2 separate regions of the Triticum aestivum genome follow, and region 1 is linked to region 2. A link is a contact called in public Hi-C data. All regions are on one chromosome and are shown on one strand. The core of a region is the stretch at or near the end of the contact, and the rest is flanking DNA. Distances in the headings are between cores, read along the strand shown. Region 1 holds the start of LOC123165078 (amino acid transporter AVT6E). Region 2 has its middle 18 kb from the start of LOC123164555.

Region 1 (6,331 bases), core at 179-2,678, 220 kb after region 2:
ATGGGGCGTTCTCGACGTCGTTCCTCTTGGGAGTGGAGGTCCTGTGTTGCGATCCTTTGGTGCTCGTTAATATCCCAGGTTGAGCTTCAGGGGTGCTACATATGTTGTGTTGGTGCAGCCAAGACGATGCCTTTCTCGAGACCGACCAAGTCTCGTCACCTACTTGCCAACCGCTTTTATGCAATCAAACATGGGTGGATGGCGCACTGATCAAGGGCGTCCGGTGTTGGCCAAGACATGGCTTTGTCTTTCGGCTTAGAGTAGGCACCTCGTGTTATAGTTGTGATGTGTGCGGTGGCTTGTCTTCGGACGACATTGGTGTGGAGCCTGTGCTACGCTTGTTGTTTGCAATGGGGAGTTTTCTTGTAATTTGTCTCCGCCTTCTATAAACATTGTGCTTAAAATTTTGAAAACGTATGACCTAGAAATTCGTCCCCTCGGGTGGGAGATTATCTTTTATTCTCCTAGGCAAACTTTTTCAACCATTTCTCTCCCTTTTTTTGCGGAGGAACCATTTCTCTATTCCAAAGCAGCAATTATACTGAAGGTTTCACCAAAATATGATCCCCGTAGAAGAATAAGCGTAGCAAAATCCTTTTTGAGAAATTCGGGTGAATTGCCGCTGAAATGCATATCGGGGCGATGGACCGCGACACTGACAGATGGGCCCACGACGCAAGATGGGAGGAGGGGCCTTTTCCAATGTTCTGACCTTGCGGGAAAACTTTAGCACAAAATGAACTCCATACAAAATTATTTCACGATCTGACCCTTTTCAAAAACGACACGGCCTGTGGCGTTGCTGCACTACATGAAAACGCCAAACCCATCCGCGTTACCGGCCTGGTCGAGATGCTACGTGGCAGGGCAGAAACGCCAGCGTGTGCGGCGTTGCTGGAAACACCAAAGGATGCGGTGTTGCTGCCCAGATATGAAAGTGGCGTTTGAAGTAGCTCGTTCACATCTGCCACTTATTTATTTATGAAGAGGAGCAACGCAGGCTAGTTCGACGGTTGCAAATGGAGCGGAAACGCCACGGCTTATGGCGTTATAAAAAAAGATCAGATCGTGAAATAAATTTCCGAGGAGTTCATTGTGTGCTGAAGTTTTCTGACAAGGTTAAAATAGCGAAGGAGGCCACGTAAGGAGACAGCAGCCACCGCGCGGGCCCCACCCGTCGGTGACCGGCGGACAATCGGATCGGGGGGAGATGTGCTCGGCCGGCGCTTCCCACGTGCCCAGCCCCGGGCGACAGAAGAGAGTGCCTCTACGTCTACGTCTACGGTCTACCCTCCTACCCGCGTGCTACAGTAGCAGCAGACGGACCCGCTGTCCCCACCTGCCAGTGAGGCACGGGTCCCACGTGGTTGGTGCGCCCAACTTTACGAGTAGGAATGAACGTAAATCGACCCGTAGCGCTGCCTGGCAATGCATACTCTTCCTTCCTTCCCTGAAGAAAGGGAGGCAAGAACAGGGGAGGGACGGACGGAGAGCTCAGATCTCCTCCCCTCGATCCCAAGCAATCCACCAATCCGCCTACCATCCTCTTGCCTCCCGCCCTGAATCTGACGCTCCGATCTCGGCGCTAACGAAGCAGGCGGATCTTCCCGGCTCCGCCCGCCCAAATCTCGCCAGGAAGAACCGAGATTTCCCTGCGCGGCGGCGGGCGGCGTTCGCCAATGCCGGCCGGGTCCACGTGAGGTCTCTCCGGCTGGGACGGCGGGGGCCGGGATCTTCGCCCCGATCGAGCGCGGTCCGGTGTTCCTGGAGGAGCGCTAGATTGGGCGTGAATCTCCATTTTTTTACCCCTAATCTTGGCTGCGGCGGAAGGATTTCTTTGCCGCCTTCCAGTCCGTCGATCCGCCTCGGGCGGGCGCGCCGGGGACCATGGTGAACTCCAACTACTCGGCGCTCCCGCTGACCGCCACCGCCATCGAGCTGCAGTCCGCCCACCCTCCTCCGCCGCCCAAATCCGGCGCCTCCGCCAACGGCCACGCCAAGCTCACCAAGCAGGACTCGTTCCTGGGCGAGGTCGAGGACGACGACGCCGATGCCACCCCCGGCGAGCACGACTCACTGCCGCTCATCGGCGACGACGGCCCGGCGGGTCCCCCGGAGGGCTCGGGCGTCTCCGGCGCGGTGTTCAACCTCGCGACCTCCATCATCGGGGCGGGCATCATGGCGCTGCCGGCCACCATGAAGGTCCTCGGCGTGGCCGTGGGCCTCGTCTCCATCCTCGTCATGGGCGTTCTCTCCGAGGTCACCATCGAGCTGCTCGTCCGGTTCGCGGTGCGCTGCCGCGCGCTCTCCTACGGCGAGCTCGTGCACCGCGCGCTCGGCCGCCCCGCCAGCGTCGTCGCGCAGCTCTGCATCGTCGTCAACAACGCCGGGATCCTCGTCGTCTACCTCATCATCATCGGGGACGTCATGTCCGGCTCGCTCAAGCACATGGGCGTCATGGACCAGCTCGTCGGCCACGGCGAGTGGGACAACCGCAGGCTGCTCATCCTGTTTGTTCTGGTGGTGTTCCTCGCCCCGCTGTGCGCGCTCGAGAAGATCGACTCGCTGAGCCTGTCGTCTGCCGCGTCGGTCGGGCTCGCCGTTGTTTTTGTGGCCGTCTCGTGCATGATCGCGGCGGTGAAGCTCGTGGAGGGCAAGCTTGCCGCGCCGAGGATGGGGCCGGATTTTAGTTCAAGGGCGGCGATCCTCGACCTTCTCGTGGTGATACCCATCATGACCAACGCCTACATCTGCCATTTCAACGTGCAGCCCATCTACAACGAGCTCAAGGAGAAGACGCCTCAGAACATGTACAATGTCAGCCGGATCTCCACCGTGCTCTGCGTCGTCGTGTACGCGCTGACCGCCATCTCGGGGTACCTCCTGTTCGGCGACGACACCGAGTCCGATGTCCTCACCAACTTCGACAAGGACCTCGGGATCAAGTTCAGCACGGTGCTCAACTACATTGTGAGGATCGGGTACATCGTCCACCTGGTTCTCGTCTTCCCGGTCGTCCACTTCTCGCTGAGGCAGACGGTGGACTCGCTGGTCTTCGGCGAGCTCGCGCCCCACAGCAGGAAGAGGATGCTCTCCCTGACGGTGGTGCTGCTGGCCCTCATCTACCTGGGTTCCACCATGATACCCAACATCTGGATGGCCTTCAAGTTCACCGGCGCAACAACGGGGCTGGCATTAGGTTTCATGTTCCCCGCCCTTGTTGCATTGAGGCTGGACAAGGAGGGGGAATGCTTGGGGCGCGGAGAGCGGCTCCTGTCGCTTGGGATGCTGGGGCTGGCCATCGTCGTCAGCGTCGTCGGGGTCGTGGGGAACGTGTACAGCCTGAGGAGCAAGTCTGAGTGAGTGATGGATGGATCATCAGGATGAGCTATATTTGTAGGGCTTATTATACCCAGGCTGTATTACCACTTGCCAGAATACAATAGTTAGCAGGTACACCAGTTCCAGCTGAGCTGCTGAGCAAAGCTCATCATACTATACATTTTCTTCATCTACAGGGTTGTTTCATGGGTGATGGCTGACATGTTGTTGGTGGGCATTCTTGTACTTTTGGACCAGATTCTTTGATGTATTTTTTGATCTTCTGCTTATTCTTAGATATATATACATGTGTATCCTGGGTCTACTTTCTGATCGAGGCAGTGAATCAACCTTGGTTTTTTCTACTGAGGTTGTGTGCCTATGGTATGATGAAAGCTGCATTCAGAAAATCCACCTTATTAATGAATTTTGCATTCAGAAAACCTATCTCTGTGCATTATATGATGAATGTTGTTCAGAGAATGTATCTTTGTCATTGTCATCTGACTCTGGATACTCTTGCAGTATTTTTTTATGACTATCTATATTCTCACTGAAACAATTATACAGACAGATTTGAGAAAAAGTTTACTCTGATACATATGTTTATGTGGTTCATCTATTTTACACATCATTTTTCCAAGTGGGGACTGAAATTAAAGTTTTCTAATTTGAGAACCTTTGGACCAGATTCCTTTGATGTACTTTTTGCTACTTGTTCTTGTTCGATACTCCCTCCGTCCCAAAATAACTGTTGTAGTACAAAGTTGAGACAGTCACTTTGGGACGGAGGGAATATATAACAGCTAATCAACCCGGCTTTTGTACTGAGGTTAATTGTCTGCCTATGATATGATAAGAGCTGCATTCATAAATTCTACTCCTTAGATTGTTAATTTTGTGGTCCTGAAAATCCATCTATGCGCATGATATGATGAATGTTGAGCTCAGAGAATGCAATCTTTCTCATTCTCATCTGCTGGAGCTTGTCATTTCAACTCTGGATATTCTTTTTTTTAGAATAACAGGGATGGCTCCCCGGCTCCATTGCAAGAAAGAAGCCTGAATAGTCAGGTACAGCACACAAGCAGTTCCTCCAGCTTATTACAACCAAGGTTCAAAAGTAAAAGCAGAGAAAAGAACAACTACAAGATGAAGATGACCCTGGAACACCATCCAGCCAGATAACATAGCACAGAACTCATCATCAAAACTACAAGATGAACATAGCTTCAAGTGTGGACACTGGGCTTTTCTTGCAGCATTTTTTATGAATATCCATATTCTCATCGAAAGAATTGTACAGAGAACCGAGACAATTGACTCTGATTTATGCGTGTGATTCATCACTTTAGATAGCATTTTCCAACATCCAATAGTCACCATTCTACAAGCGGTAGTAGTTGGGACTGGGATCAAAGTTGTTTTTACATGTTACCTTAATCCTCAGCTTGGAATCCATTTGCTTTTCAGGACTTCTCAATCTCGAAATGAATTTTATTATAAACAAGAGGGTGATAAGTTCTTCGATAGCGCACGCGAAAGTGGACTGGAGGGATTTTAGAAGTCAAAACACCGAAGATGAACACGGAGGGCTATCACTAAAGTAAAATGCTGAATAAACATTTAGGGGATGTTTCGCCTAACTGGCAACTGCGACATTCCCGAATATTTCTCGCTGAACAGTGCTCATACATCTGTATGTTACAAAAGAATACAGGAACAAAACTGTTACATCATCACCAGGAGCACAATCTGTGGTCATCTCTGTTAACAACACCGTATATATGCCTTGCAGCTTTTACCACGACGACGAAACGGTGAGGTACAGCAGAAGGGTACAACAGCCACATGGACTCCCAGGTATGCATTGATTTCAGAAATCGGGACCTGTCGACCACAAGGAAATAGGATATTTAGTCATTTAATAAGAGTTCAGAAGAAGCTGCAGGGAAAAAAAATCATTTTCTACAGCAATATAGTGTATCGGAAAAGCTCAACTAGGTGACGACAATGTTAGCGAATTGAGGTACAGAATATTTTCTAGCTCCAACTAAGTCTCGTATAACACTAGTTCATTTGGCAAATCGGATGAAACGAAATTACCTGCAACTAAAACTGCGAGTTGCTGAGGAATGTGACCATGCATCGCGAGCTCTGAAACATTTTGTCGATCTTCTGCCAGACCTTGCTCTGGACGTCTAGAAGTTTCCTCACTTTCTCCTGTAGCGTCGAGTGGCGCCGTATTGTTTCACCATGTATCTGTTTCCAAGGAAGATGAAATATGCTTGGTGACTCAATGGGTTTAACATGCCAATACACGTTATCACATACCTTCAGAAACAATTTCAGAACAGCTTGAACAAACTCGAAGTTGTTCCTGCAGGAAAGCTCATGAATGAAGTAGTCCAGCAGCAATGAGATGGACTGGAGCTCGGGTCTTGGTTCCTCAGACTCTTCCACCTCGTCGTCATCTATTATCTGTAGCATCCGTAGTTCCATATCTAAAGATGACGGAGATAGGCCTTTTAGGTATTCGGTGAACGCTGAATCTGCAAAACAGATTACAGGTCAGTGCTTACTATGAAGAAGATTGCAGCTTCTTAATAGTCTCATCAATAGACATTGAGAACCAAAATATCTGATGTTTATTTCCGCGTTTTGCTTGACTGAAGATACTAATAAATACTTACAGCTCTCAAGTTCTCCACAGGATTGTAACAGCCGACTGAAGTGGGAGGAGAGATCAGCCATCTTTTTATGACCTATGTCCTCAGTAGTGCTGCCGTCTGTTTCTTTACTGGAAGGAGGCTCAAACAATATCTCCCCAGAAAGGGATGGAACTGAGGGCAAGAAAAATGGCGCCTGCTCAGGTTTCTTAGGTGGCTCGATCGGTTTGTTTCGAACCTAAAGAAACAGGAATGTGATGGTGAGCACTTAACATCGAGCCAGGCTTATGCACAAAACAAAAATATCACTTAAATGAGTACTCCTTCCAGTCACAAATAAA
Region 2 (6,805 bases), core at 1,346-3,845:
GCCTAGGTTGCAAGCACGTGTGTACGACCACGGCGGTGGTTGACGCGCGCCAATGATAAGTTAGTTGAGGAGAAGACTGTTTCTTCTTCATAAAATGTATTGGTCGCGAACAACAGAGATGTGAAGGGGAGCTGTGAAATGCATTGAGGAATGACTAGTGCAAATTGTTTGATTTTTCCTTGCACATAGAGGGTGTAATGCATGGCACGTGAGGGAGAAAGAGTAATGGGAAAGGGAAGCAAGTTGCAGGTGCATATTATTCAATGGGTTTTGTTATGAAAAACCTAAGTATCTAATGCATGCATTGGTTATTTGGTGCAATGTTCAAGGTTGGGTGCCTCCTTCAGTCTAAATAACATATTTTGTTCTCATATATTGGGTGCCTCCTTCAATCTAAATAACATATTTTGTTCTCATATATTGGGTGCCTCCTTCAGTCTAAAAAGAAGGCGGGGCAATATATTTCAACCCCTCCCCCTCACATCTTAGGTTTTTTAGTCCTTAGACATGAGATCGATGTAGGACACATTGTTTTTAATACTGTGTTTGGCAGAGTTATGAACTCAAAACCTCTTGGCTCTGATACTATGTTGAATTCATGTTCCAACCTGTTACTCCATACTAAATGAGAGAGGTTGGACAATATATTTTAACATGAGGGATAGCAAGTGAACCGAGTGTCACTTTCTGTTTGTTTCCCTAGAAGAAGAAAATGGAGTAGGGCATGTTGGCGGACGAGCTGCATCAAGGTCGTTCTTTTAGAAATTTAAAAATCACTTTTTTTAAGTTTCAAAAATTCTGAAAAAAGCATACATGCATGTTCATATGGATGTATTTTACATGTGTGCAAAGTCCGACGATGAAATACATTACCTGTACTGGCAGCAACGGCTAGAGGTGCATGGAAAGGTATGTATCGTCAGCTGATGACGTGTGCATATACGCTAGCTAGCCAGGACGGATCGAGTATCTGCCTGCATGCGCCCGCCCTATCCCAAGCATGGAAAACACAGCCTTCCTGCCAACCACTTCGGATGGGATTGGGATAGAGTATATTCCTAACTAGTATAATACGTAATACTGTCTTGCCCCTTGGGAAGTCCTGGAACCATTTTAGTGTCAACTACTGAAGAGAGCAGACCCGCTCGGTGACTATCAGTCCACGAATCGAAGAGAGAAGAATCAATAAGAGCGGGCGGCCGGGTTAAGCCAAAAGTGCGCTAAACAAATCAGCAACACTTACGCGCGCGGCCGATCGAGCACACGAAAGGCCAATTGGCTACGCGTGCTGCCACTATATATTGAGCACCCTCCCACATGCACTATGTAGACGATATCGGCGACACCACGGCACCATATAAACCTTCCACGGCGTGCTTGATCTATTCGGCGCCACAGTACCACACTCTCTGCAGGTGCTAGCTATCTCGTCCGTTCGCTGCTTCTTGATCGACAATGGCGCGGCAGCCAGCGGCGATCCTGTGCATCGCCGTCTCCGTCGTCGCCGGCCGAGCCCTCCACCTGCTACCCCTGCAGCTCTAGCATTTCTCCAGCCGCCACCTTCGCCTGCAGCGGCACCGGGACTCCAAACGCCGCCGCGGCCTCGGCGATTCTTCAGCAACCACCAGCCGACCAGCAGCAGGGCCCGGCCGCAGCCCCGTACTACTACTACATTCATGTCACCAGGGTCGGGCTCCTCTGCGTGCTGGTCTCGTTCCTCGCAGGCTGCTTTCTCTGCGCGCTCTTTATCGCCTGCGGCGGCACGGCGGGAAGACGACGAGGAGGAAGGTGCTAGTGTGGAGAACACCGCCGTGCAGTGTCTGTCCTGTCTCACTAGCTAGAGTTGCGGCAGGTGTATGACCCTTGTTAAAAATGCCATAGTTTGACGTGGCTCTAGTATTAGTTCTGTGGACAACCTCACTATAATTAAGTGTACTTTTCTTCTTCATACCGTACCCTGATTTTAGCCTTTCTTGTCATGTATTTCCTCTTTCCACAATTAACCACAAAGGCAGCCTTTTCATTCTCAGGATTCAGGATTACAAAAATGAACTGATAATCAAGCTAACATCAAAAGCCACAAAAAATATATATTCTAAAAAAATCCAAAGAAAATATGGTAATAAAGCTGGGGATTCTAAATGTTCTTTTTCTTAATGTTATTGGTTCACTGATCTTAGATTCGTTGGTTCTATCTTTATGCAATATGTGTGTTGCAACTTGTGCCAGGCGGAAAGTAGATTCTATTATGACGAAAATAGTTGTAATACAAAAAAAAGGAAAATAATAATTGAATTATTTAGGAATACACAATAGATGTTCCAGTCACAGGAGGAATAGTTGCTAATTCATCTAATGAAACTAGTCATTTTTTTAGAACAAAGAAACTACTAGTACTAGTTTGAAAAGAAAAGGTGCAGTTACTAATTTGAAAAGAAAAGGGCTGGCTAGATTGAGCCGGCCTAGAAACAAGCCTAATCTCATCTCCGACCTGGTCCACTGAACACGCAGAGTGGGCCGCATCTTCACAACTGACCCAGGCCCATGCAAGATTTGTGCGGCTGCGTAGAACCGGAAGCGATATACACAACGGAAGCTCCTATGTGTCGCATTAAGCGGCAGATTCGTGGGGCTTCGCACAGAGACTCCCTCGGCTGGGCCGGTCCACGAAGGAGCAGCCAGTGGTGTAAAAATTGCAAAAAAGTGGAGCGTTAGCCACGGGGAGCACCTATTCGGCGCCTTCAGCGCCGCCGAAGGCATCTGGCGCCTGCGGCAGCGCCTGATGGGTCGGCCCACAACACGCACGCAGAAAAAAATGCATAATTGCGCGAAAAGACATCCAAAAAAGAGGCTCTCTGTGAATCGAACTCACGACCTCACGCACGACTTCGAGTTTGGCAAACCGGTACACATAGAGGCTGCTAGCGATTCACTTCAGCGCAAGTTGATTTAAGAACCAATGTACCAGCGCTACTTCGCTTAGATTTTGACTTATTTGAAAACATTAATGAAAAACGTGAATGTATGGAAAAAATGTGAACAAATTTAGAAAGTTGACGAACATGCATAAAAAAGTTGGCTCATGTAAAAAGGGTTCATGTATTCAAATAAGTGCATGAAATGGAAATCAAAAGTGCACTAATTTTTAAAAAACAGTGCACAACAATGAAAAATGACCACGAGTTTGAAAAAAGTTCATCGAATTTGGAACAAAGTTCACTGAATGTGCAAAAAGTTCATCGAATTTAAAAAGAGTTCATCAACTTTTGAAAAGAGTTCATCAAATTTGGAAAAAAGTTTGCTGGATTTGCAAAAAGTTCATCGAATTTAAAAAAGTTCATTAACATTTCAAAAGAGTTCATCGAATTTGGAAATAGTTCATTGAATTTGCAAAAATTTCATTGAATTTTAAAAAAGTACATCAACTTTTCAAAAGAGTTCATCAGATTTTAAAATAGTTGATCGAATTGTTAAAAAAGTTCATTGAATTTGTAAAAAGTTCATCAAACTAAAAAAAAAGTTCATCGAATTTTAAAAAGAGTTTATCCGATTTGAAAAAGGTTCATTGAATTTGAAAAAAGTTTATCAATTTATAAAAAAGGTTCAGGGATTTTAGAAACGCGCGCATTAATGAAAAAAAGAAGAAACAGAAAAAGATAAGGAAAAAGCGTAAAAGATAAAGGAAAAAAGCGAACTGAACTAATGAAGTAGAAAAAAAGAGAACAACCGTTCAACTTGGATAGTAGCCTGGTTGTTGGAACGAAGCGCTTGCAGCCAGTAGGTTGTGGGTTCGAGACCGTGTTGTGGCATACTTTTTTGCGTTGGTAAAATACTATACGGGCCGTTAACGGGCGCCTGCAGCGCCAAATAGGATTCGCCTTAGCCATGAATCAAACTCGGGACCCTCTCTCTGGTGAACGCAAGCAGCTAGCCATTACTGCAAATATGCAGTGCGAATTATTTAAAACTACCTATATTTGCAGCTCCGATGTTTTCCGTTTTGCAAACAATTCTTGAAAATTCTTAATATTTTTAAAAAAATAGGAATAAGTTTTGAAAAGCAAAACAAGTTTAGCAAATATATGAACAGGTTTTAATGTGTGCACTAATTTTAAAAACAGGTACATTTTTAAATTTTAAAAAATTTGAAAAACAGGACATTTTCAAATTCCGAACAATTTTTGAAAACATAAGCAATGACCTAAAATATGACTTTTTTGAACTGTTGAACAAATTTTTAGAATGTGAATATTTTATAAGTTTGACAAGTTTCGGAAAATGGAAACATTTTTTCAAACTCCGAACAATTTTTAAAAACACGAATAGGTTTTCAGAAAACGTAAATAAGTTTTGAATTTGGTAATTTTTTTGAAAAACGCAATATTTTTTGAAATTATGAAAATAGGAAAACATGAACATTTATTTAGTTTTGAACATTTTTTGAAAATCCTGAACCCTATTAGAAAGGGCGACGCTACGCGTCGGTCGGTGGATCCTTTTTAAAAGATCTGCCGCCTCCGCATCCGTTTAATCGGGGCCATCCAGCGGCCGGCCCCTTCCTCACCATTGCAATAGACCTCTTGTTGCAGAAAAATTTGCAACAGAGGTTCTATTACATAATTTTTTATCTTAACTTTTTGCCAACAGAGATGTTATTGTGGAAGGACTTATGCAACACCGATGATGTTACAGAATTTTTTTTGTCTTATTTTCTTTGAAACATGGATGTTTTTGCGGAAGGACTTCTGCAACACAGATAATATTACAGAAAAACTGTAAGTGGCACAGGCACACGTCCAGTGGTGAAGGTCCTGGCCAGTTGTGCGTCGACTGATCAAGCTCATATCGGACGATTGCGCACACGGCGGAAGTGTACGCGTGATCAACCAGTGGATTTTTTTTTAAAAGCCCATCCTCATCATTGCAACAAAAATGATGTTGCAGAACTCTCTGCAACAAAGCTCATGTTGCAGAAACATTTGTAGCAAAGGTTGTGTTGCAGAATTTTTTCCTTGTCTTCACTTTCTGCAACATAGATGATGTTGAGAAAATGACTTTTGCAACATGAATGATGTTGCAGGATCTTTTGCAATCAAATATGATGTCATAGCAGTACCGCTGTTGTCGACGCTGTTTTGCAACTCTGTCGTTGTTGCAGAAACATGTCAGCACGATCAGACACGGGTAGCTTCCACCGGTCAAGTTGCAAAAGAAAATAGTCTTCATTTTTGTGCAACATGAGTGTTGTTGTGGAAGAAACTTTTGCAACATAGATAATATTGCAGAAAACAGATGTCGCACAGAGCCATGAGAAATATTCCTGGATGGACCATGCAGGACACATGTCGCAAAGGACGAGGCGGACGCACACGAGAGAGCCACCTGCTGAAACCAAGCATTTCCGTTAAACTAGCTATGCCCAAGGGACCACGCACGTGAAAAGAACAGGCAAACAACACGCTCCATGCCGTAGCACTACTGAATCAAGCGGCCATCAGACGGTGCAGCAGGCGGCGGACACCAGCATTATAATCAGCCGGTTGAATTGGAGACTTTTCCTATTAGAAAACCGTGAACAATTATTAACATTCCAAAAAATCGAATATGCGGACATTATTCAAAATTTTGAAAGACAAGAACAAGTTTTTGAAATTTCCAATCACTTTTTGAAAATAAAATAAAATAAGCTTGACAAAGAAAAAATGAAACAAAAATAACAAAGAAAAAAAGGAAAAAGGAAAAGGAGAGAAAAACAAAAAAGGAAACATGAATAAAGGAAAAGGCAAAAGCTGAAAACTAAAAAGAAAAAGGAAAACAAAAAATAGAACCCGACTCAGGAACCTTTCCTAAAACCGAAAAAACTGAGTAGGAAGCAAAAATAGGAACGTGGAATCTATGCAATGGGTCGGCCCAAATCAATCGTTGTGTGTGCGTTAAGTCGACAATCTGTCGTAGTGGCAGATAGGATTTTCCGCACATAGCCGCATTGAAGGCCTCTTCTTCATCTCCCTCACACAGCCCTGATCTCAAAAGAAGAAAAGTGGAGCCGATTCCCAATCCCTCGCCGACATAGGAGCCATCCTCGCTGCCAATTTCCCCTCTCTCCCTTTGTTCCCACAATGAGATATCTTCAGTTGGATCCGTGGAGTAGTCGACAGGCCGGGGGACTGTTCGACTTCAAGGAGGCAGTTGGCGCAGGAGACGAGGGAGGAGGCAGCCCGCGATTAGGAGAAGGCTAGCGTGCACATCGATGACTACTTTCCCATTGTAGTTTCCCGCGCCAACCACGCCCAGTACGAATGCCGAAGTAGGAATCCCCGGTCAGCCAACATGGATGGTCAGAGAATCAAATGTACCATAGTGCTCCTTTTTAGTCCCACATCATTAAGCGACTAGCGATTCCATGCACTTATAATCGTCCTTCTCTGTGGGTTCATCACCAAGTAGAGTAGAGTAGATGGCGTAACATACGGTAGAGGGTATAGGATACAGTGGGCTGGGTATAAGGTATAGTGTTAGAAGGGCACATGAGGTGAAGGGGGAGCTATGCTTGACGAGAGAGCTGGGCAGAGTATCGGTGGGGCTATGCCCCGACAGGAGAGCCGGGGCTGTGTGTGTGTGTGTGTGTGGGGGGGGGGGGGGGGGGGGGGGTGGTTATGTCAGGTAGGAGAGCTGAGCGTCTCGGGTATGGGGGAAGGGGAGTTGGACAACAGCGGCATGAGCAGTAGGGGGGACCGATGCCTCCCAGGAATATGGCCAATAAGGCGGGGAGAGTGGGGAAGGGGGAGCTGGACACCGGGCCGCA

What was found. Hi-C and Micro-C count contacts between places; a contact is called where the count stands out from the background.
Region 1: a contact with region 2 is called in a Hi-C map of leaf, with 4 times the contacts expected there. The contact joins the promoter of LOC123165078 here to the enhancer-like site in region 2. A contact is called at or near these places in 4 of 5 Hi-C or Micro-C datasets (leaf, root and an unstated tissue).

Annotation. Positions count from the first base shown.
Region 1 is chr7D:614,033,929-614,040,259 of IWGSC CS RefSeq v2.1, forward strand. It overlaps LOC123165078 (amino acid transporter AVT6E), which reads left to right and starts at 1,429. Exons shown (of 1, transcript XM_044582705.1): 1 at 1,429-3,623. The coding sequence starts at 1,888. The coding sequence ends at 3,363. It overlaps LOC123164973 (U3 small nucleolar RNA-associated protein 21 homolog), which reads right to left. Exons shown (of 19, transcript XM_044582600.1): 16 at 6,015-6,228; 17 at 5,656-5,873; 18 at 5,428-5,583; 19 at 4,924-5,211. The coding sequence ends at 5,434.
Region 2 is chr7D:613,814,181-613,820,985 of IWGSC CS RefSeq v2.1, forward strand. No RefSeq gene overlaps it. Among protein-coding and RNA genes, the nearest start is that of LOC123164555, 18 kb to the left of the region's middle. Within about 2 kb of position 2,596, at least 7 of the 8 cell types and tissues checked have an H3K27ac peak or open chromatin away from gene starts, as enhancers often do. A contact at or near this core is called in leaf and root, where this site is marked.